2 separate regions of the Cricetulus griseus genome follow, and region 2 is linked to region 1. The links are chromatin contacts, called in public Hi-C maps. All regions are on one chromosome and are shown on one strand. The core of a region is the stretch at or near the end of the contact, and the rest is flanking DNA. Distances in the headings are between cores, read along the strand shown. Region 1 holds the start of LOC100764039 (heat shock 70 kDa protein 4-like). Region 2 overlaps Nav1 (neuron navigator 1).

Evidence for each region. Hi-C and Micro-C count contacts between places; a contact is called where the count stands out from the background.
Region 2: a Hi-C map of fibroblasts shows a contact between it and region 1, with 1.6 times the contacts expected there. The contact joins the enhancer-like site here to the promoter of LOC100764039 in region 1. A contact is called at or near these places in 3 of 8 Hi-C or Micro-C datasets (the CHL-YN cell line, the CHO-K1 cell line and fibroblasts).

Annotation. Positions count from the first base shown.
Region 1 is chr5:53,554,291-53,557,863 of CriGri-PICRH-1.0, reverse strand. LOC100764039 (heat shock 70 kDa protein 4-like) reads left to right here and starts at 1,267. Exons shown (of 1, transcript XM_035445569.1): 1 at 1,267-3,174. The coding sequence starts at 1,948. The coding sequence ends at 2,391.
Region 2 is chr5:53,590,214-53,593,852 of CriGri-PICRH-1.0, reverse strand. The region is part of intron 1 of Nav1 (neuron navigator 1); the gene reads right to left. Among named protein-coding and RNA genes, the nearest start is that of Nav1, 20 kb to the right of the region's middle. Within about 2 kb of position 1,517, at least 2 of the 6 cell types and tissues checked have open chromatin away from gene starts, as enhancers often do. A contact at or near this core is called in the CHO-K1 cell line and fibroblasts, where this site is marked.

The sequences.
Region 1 (3,573 bases), core at 18-2,517:
TTTGAACCTTGGGACCTTACACATGCTAAACAAGCACTCTATCATTGAGCTATATCCCCAGCCTTGGAAATTCTTACATGCTTCTTGTGGTATACATTTGTATTCTTTATTAGTCAATCCAGGAGTGAATTACAGTCATAAAGTCTGGACACTTTCACTTGGCCACATCTTTGCCAACACTTGTCATTGTCACCATTCCCCTTTTTTATATCCATGTTGTTAAGGGACCACATAGCATCAGATTTCACTATATTAGCAAAGTGGATAATTGCTCATAAGTTTATTCTTCAGTGGGGAGTTGGTGGCACACGCCTTTAATCCCAGCACTCGGGAGGCAGAGGCAGGCGGATCTCTGTGAGTTCGAGGCCAGCCTGGTCTCCAGAGTGAGTGCCAGGATAGGCTCCAAAGCTATACAGAGAAACTCTGTCTCAAAAAACCAATAATAATAATAATAATAATAATAATAATAATAATAATGTTTATTCTTCAATAGGATCGACTTCTGTTTCTCATCTCTTAATCTTTCCCCGATTCTACTGTTGCCCCTTTCTTTTTGATTTGAAGAATTAAATGTTGCGACTAGTTATCTTTTTTCAAGTAAATACTTTCTGCTCATTTTTTTCCAAATTAGTGGCTCTGTCTCTTACAGCCATAATGGTTTTTATTGAGGTATAATATATATAATTCACTTGTTTAAGTGTATAATTTAATGATTTTTTAGAAATCAATTTAAAGAGTTGTGTAACTATTGCCACAGTCCAGTTTTAGAACATTTCCAACACCACAAAGCAATTCCTCCCACCCACTTGCAACCAATTCCAGTTCCCACCCATAGCCACAGACAACCACTAATTTGCTTTCTGTCTCACAATTTTGCTTTACTAGACATTTCACATAAATGAAATCATATAATATGAGGTCTTTTGCATCTGTCTCTTTCAGTTTGAATAATGTCTTTTAAGGTTTGTTCGGACCAAAGTGGTACTGCAGAGTAGTGCTCTCTCATGTGAACACAATACATGTCCTTTGTTTGCCAGGCAATGAGTGTCTGACTTCCGCTCTAGCTCACAAGGAATAGATCACAAGTGAGACATGGCAGCACAGGCTATAATCCCTACACTCAGGAGTCATAAACAGGAGGACTGCCATAAGTTTGAAGTCAGACTGGGCTACATAGCAAGACCCTGTTTAAAAGAAAAGAATAAAGAAGAAAAAAAAAGTGTGTGTGTGTGTGTGTGTGTGTGTGTGTGTGTGTGTGTAAGGGGGGAAGATGGGCAAAAGGCTACAAGCAATTACATTAGATATAAGCAGTATAAACATTTCATTAAAAAATAACTATTTTATTATCACCAAAAGTTCATTCAACCTCTAGCAGTATAAATACAAAGAAAATTATACAGCATACCATAGTACAATTGTTAGAACCAAGGACAGAGAAGTCTTACAAAGAACCATCAAAAAACAATAAAATTACATTACACACAGAAAGCCAAATGGGAAATAAAAATGATATTTTTCTTTCTTGCTTGGTTGCTTTCTCCCTTTGAAGCAGGGTCTCAATGTAGCCCAGGCTGGTCTCAGAGTCATAAATCTCTTGCCCCGGCCTCCTAAGAGATGGGCTTATGGGGGCTGGAGAAATAGCTCAGTGGTTAAGAGCATTGGCTGCTCTTCCAGCGGTCCTGAGTTCAATTGCCAGCACTCACGTGGCTCACAACCCTCTATAGTGAAATCTGGTGCCCTCTTCTGGTGTGTAGGATACATGCAGGCAGAACACTGTGTACATAATAAATAAATCAGACCCCGCTATAGCTCAGTTTTCAGTTCAGAAAGTCACTCCACAGTCTGATGACTCCAGCTCCAAAGTGAAAGTCAAGGTTCGGGTAAATGTCCATGGTATTTTCAGTGTGTCCAGGGCATCCTTAGTAGAAGTGTACAAGTCTGAGAAAAATGGAGACTGATCAGATTGCAAAGGAAGAAGAGAAGAAGCAAGTGGGCCAGGAGGAACCACGTGCTGAAGAGCAGCAGCCACAGACCCCAACAGACAACCAGGTGGAGTCTGAGGAAATGGAGACCTCTCAAGCTCGATCAAAAGATAAAAAGACGGAACAACCACCTCAAGCCAAGAAGGCGGAAGTGAAGACCAGCACCGTGGACCTGCCCCTTGAGAACCAGCTGCTGTGGCAGCTGGACCGAGAGATGTTTGGTCTGTATCCAGGGAATAAGGGTAAGCTGATCGTGCAGGATAAACTGGAGAAGGAACGGAATGGTGCCAAGAACGCCATGGGAGAATCTGTGCACGAGATGAGAGACAGACTTAGCGGTGAATATGAGAAATCTGTGAGTGAAGATGATCTTAATGGATTTTTTTACCTTAAAATCAGAAGATACTGAAAATTGGCAGATATACTGAAAATATGATGATGGAGAAGACCAACCAAAGCAAGTTTATGTAGACAAATTGGCCGAATTAAAAAATTTAGGTCAGCCTGGACACGGTTCCAGGAATCTGATGAAAGACCAAAGTTATTTGAAGAACTAGGGAAACAAATTCAACAAAGTGATCAGCTCTTTCAAAAAACAAGGAGGACCAGTGTGAGCACTTGGATGTTGCTGACATGGCGAAGGTAGAGAAGAGCACCAATGAAGCGATGGAATGGATGAATAGCAAGCTGAACCTGCAGTACAATCAGAGCCTGACGGTGGATCCAGTTGTCAAGACAAAGGAGATTGTCCAGGTACCCAGGCTGCGGAGCAGGGTGAAGACAAAGCTGTGCCTTCTGATGTAGACAAGAAGCTTCCTGAGATGGACATTGATAGACTCCAACACTTGTTTATATTAAAACAGACTATTATAAAATAAATAAATAAAATAAATCAATTTTTTTAAAAGAGAGAGTGGGGGGGGGAGGCATACGGGCATATGTCCGCATTCCCAGCATTCCCAGCATTGCCACAAAGACTTACTTTTAATTAGTGTTAGCATGATCTGTCTTTTCCCATCTTTTTCACGTTTTTAGTTATAAAGTTTATTTATTACAGGTAGCAGCAAATAATTGAGTATTACCTAAAATAAAACTCCAGCCAGGCACATACCTGCAATCCTAGTACTCAGGGGGTTAAAGCAGAGGATTCCAAGTTAAAAATAAACAAACAAAAAAACAATCCACATTAAAAAAAAAAAAAATCTGTCCTTAAATGCAACGTTTAGGGGGTTGGAGAGATGGCTTAGGGTTAAGAGCACTTGCTGTTCTTGCAAAGGACTTGGGCTAGGTTCCCAGCACCCACATGGCAGCTCAAAATTGCCTATAACTTCAGTTCCAGAGGATCTGATGCCCTCTTCTAGTCACCAAGGGCACCAGCCATGAATGTAGTGCACGTACCTACAAAATAAAAATATAAATCTTAAAAACATAAAACGAATCTTTTTCAAAGAAATATCTTTACTGTTTACATTTAGTATGATTATTAATGGGGTTAGGTTTGAACCAATCTCCTTGTTATCTATTTTCTGTTTGTCTTCTCTGTTCTATTTTAGCCTCTTTTGTTCCCTTTTTTTATGCTAAGTGTTTTTGT
Region 2 (3,639 bases), core at 268-2,767, 36 kb before region 1:
ATCTTGATTTTTATCTTAGTTCTGGGGATGGAACACAAGTATTTACACATGCTAGGCAAGTGCTACGCCATTGAACTATATCTGATTTTATTCAGCAATACATTTTGGGCTTCTGATACCCTGGGCTATAAGAGAACACATTGTGTTGTTTAAGCCATTCAGTTTGTGGTCCTGTTTTTTTTTTTTTTTTTTTTTTTTTTTTTTTTTTTTTTTATAGGAGCAGAGGACAACACTCCATTCTCTCTATAGTGAGGGGTGAGGGTGAAGACTGAGAGGGGTCCAAGCAGAAGTGCAGGAGGTATGGGGGCTCACCTTGAGCCAGCCGTCTCACAGCACGGACTGTCCCACACAGAGTGCTGGGCCCTTGAGACTTGTCTGCAAGCACAGCCTCTGCCATCACAGCTCCAGCTCACCACAGTCACATCTGCCTTCCACAGCTCTTGCAACACCACCTCGTTCCACCCTTACAGCGGTCCACTGAAATAGGAACCTACCCTCATTTGTAGATGGAGACCTGACGACCCAAGAGCTCCTGCATCCAACTCTAGACTCCGGTTCTTCCTTACCTCATTGAAGAGGGGTCCTAGAATACTTGGAGCAGAGATTTAGGGTACCACCACCCCATTAATGTAGGAGTTAGGAGTCTCAGGTCCTCTGGTCAAGTTTTAGCAAATTTTTCAGGGCTGAGCTACACTACAGAAAAACATGTTGGGCCAATAACAACCGATAAACTGACACTATGTCATCCAATCTGGCTTCCCGAATCCAGAGGCTCTCCAAGTTCTGAGGGTAAGCCTTTCCTGCTACTGAGGGCACACAGGGAGAATGTCACTAGGGCTCACACTCTAGGCCTGCACCCTCAGATTTTCCTGTCACCTTGTAGACTGTCGCTCCCCACCCCATTGTCCCATTGTCCTCTGTGAGGGCTACACTACAAGATCAAGACAGCTTAATCAGGGCCCAGGCCACCCCTAAATCTCACAACCCTCTATCCTGGCAAGACTTGTTTGCTAAGCATGCTCCCCCACGGGACCTCGCTGACCTAGCCCTCACCCTGAGCTGTTGTTAACCTCATTTCAAAAGAGGAGACTGATGCTAAGACAGATTTCAAACTGCTTTCACCATCATTGGGGACTTGGACCAAGGCACTGACCTCAGAATCCATCTACCTTTCTGCTGCTTTGACTATATGCCTGTTGACAAACACTAGAGACAGAACCTACCCCGCCCCAGAGCATCTGCTCACCTCCATCACCCCCCCAGGCCAGGAAACACTAAGAGCAAGCTGAGAACCCCATCCCAGCTGAAACAGAAAGAGAAAGCTACCTTCTGCTTTCACACATTACCAAAATGACCTATGTAAGATTATACCCTCAGCTACACTCAGAGGAGCCTGAGAACTCTGAGAGTATGATGTATAGCACTCCCTCAGTTCTCCAGCCCTATCCAGCTGAGAGGCAGCTGTGTCCCAGACCAGGGACCACTACTAAGCCACACCTGGCTGGCTAACTCCATGCAGTCCAGGCCTCAAGCCTTAGGCAGCCCAGCTGCCGAGGAGTGGCTGTGATGGGGGAGTGAGTCATGGGGCCTGGAATCCCAACTTTTCCAGGACTTCATTCCTCCCAGCCAACTCTACATCTGCCCTCCAGATGTCTGCACTTCAGAAACACCCTCTGTCCACAAGGACCCAAGTTCTGGGGTACACTTAACCTTAGGGAAACACCCTGGGAGCTACTAGGTACCTCCATAAGCAGGGGCCACTCAGTCATTCTTACATGTCACTGGTCACACTCAGTGTGTGGTTTTCCACAGAACTGTGCTTATTGACTAAGGCATAGGAAGCTGCTGGAGGAAATACAGCCCCTACCTGCAGAGATCTCCCAATCTGGTGACCAAGACACTGCCACTCTGAGACAAGTGGGGACCACACCCCTAGACCTCAAGTCAGCAACTGTGGAAGAGTCAGGGCTGCAGTAGGACCATCTCTATCCCCGGAGAACTTCCAAAGTCTAGAGATAAAGGAATCAGAAGAAAAGCTTGGGAACAAAGGTGGAAGAGAAATAAGTCTATTTTTCTATAATGCCTACTATATGCCAGTCTCATATATGTTCAGTCTTCATAGCGCTCGAAGTCCTCTCATTCAGTCACAGCTAGTAAGAGCAGACCCTTGATGGAAAGTCAGGTGGGACCACACCCTGCCTCTGGGTGGCCCTGTGACTGCACATTTATCTCTTCCTGTGTTATCATCTAGACTAGGAGCCAGTTCATCTTCCCATCCATATCCTCTAATATTAAATATCGCTACATCTAGGACAGTGCCCTGACCATATTCCACAGCAACCAGATGGTCTGTCCACGTAAAGACAAGAGAAGGATCCTAGAAGAGCTCTCATCTTTCTGCTAGAGGAGCCCTCACAGTGTAAGGGCAAGCTGTGGTCTGGGCAGGGCTGTTGGGGGGTCCCTGGGAGAGAAGGCTCAGGATAATGAAAAGGCCCCAGCCCAATGTCTCGGTAAAGCTGTGGCTTAGGGTCTCTAGAAAAAGCAATGGTTGGAGGCACACAATAGGGGAGCCTGTAGGGGTGGGGTGGGGTACAAGGGGGTGCTGCAGAGCCCCTTGAGCCCACTGCCTGCTCTGTAGCACCTGGCCTAGAAAGCAGCTTGGCCTGTCCATCACTGTAGCAGAGCCGGGGAGACCCAGCTTATGGCATAGATCCACAGACCCCAAAGTGTTTGCAGTTCCTCCATTCCCAAGAGGTCTGCAGAGAGGGAAAGAGAAATACAGACACATGGTCACAGATACGGGTTTATAGAGACAGCAGTTTCTAAGGGAACAGCAGCTTGGGACTTGAAGCAATAGGAGATGGGATTTCACTAAATGGTTGCCTCTCCAGCCATGCTATGGCCAAGGACTCTGGCAGTGAACCAGGGTCCTGTGTTTATCCCTGTTCCTCCTGTACTTCCTCCAAATTGCCCCAGATGCAGGAGTCCTGTTAGTCATTAGCCAAGGAAGTCCAAGGCTAAGTCAATAATGATTTGGGACGGGTTTTGTCCATCTACAATGGACAAGTTAGTATGGCCACACAGGAAGGTTGTATTGATGAAGAAAAAGCTGGCTGTGACTTCGGGTCCCAATAACCACAAGAAAAAAAGATTCCAGAAACAGCCAGGCTGGTAAACACTGACTTTTTGCTTCTGCCAACCAACACCATCTTATCCTTATCCTGTACAAAGTCACCCAACATGCCTAATGGACTCAGTATCCTGAAGTCACAGGAGAAGAAAGCAAGAAGATTAGTTTATTTTGTGGGGACAAGGGTAGTTTGTAGCAGATAGGACCCAAGCCAAGAATCAGAGTCCTAAACACCACTGGTAGAACAGATCAGCTCTGCTCTCCAGGCCATTAAAGTCTTAGACTCAGCCACCCTGCCTAGTTTTTCTGCATAACGCAGGGCTCCCCACCCAAGACTCCCATCCCCAGGATTTCTTCTAGTGTAGAGCTGAGAGACTAAGCCTGGCTGCTTTTCCTAGCCCAAATGACGCAGGGGGCCAGCTGGCTGCTGCAGAGGGCGTGGGAATCCTGCGGGTTGTGCTGGGCAACGGTGCCCTCTTGTGGTAGCCACAGAATGATGCAAGGACATG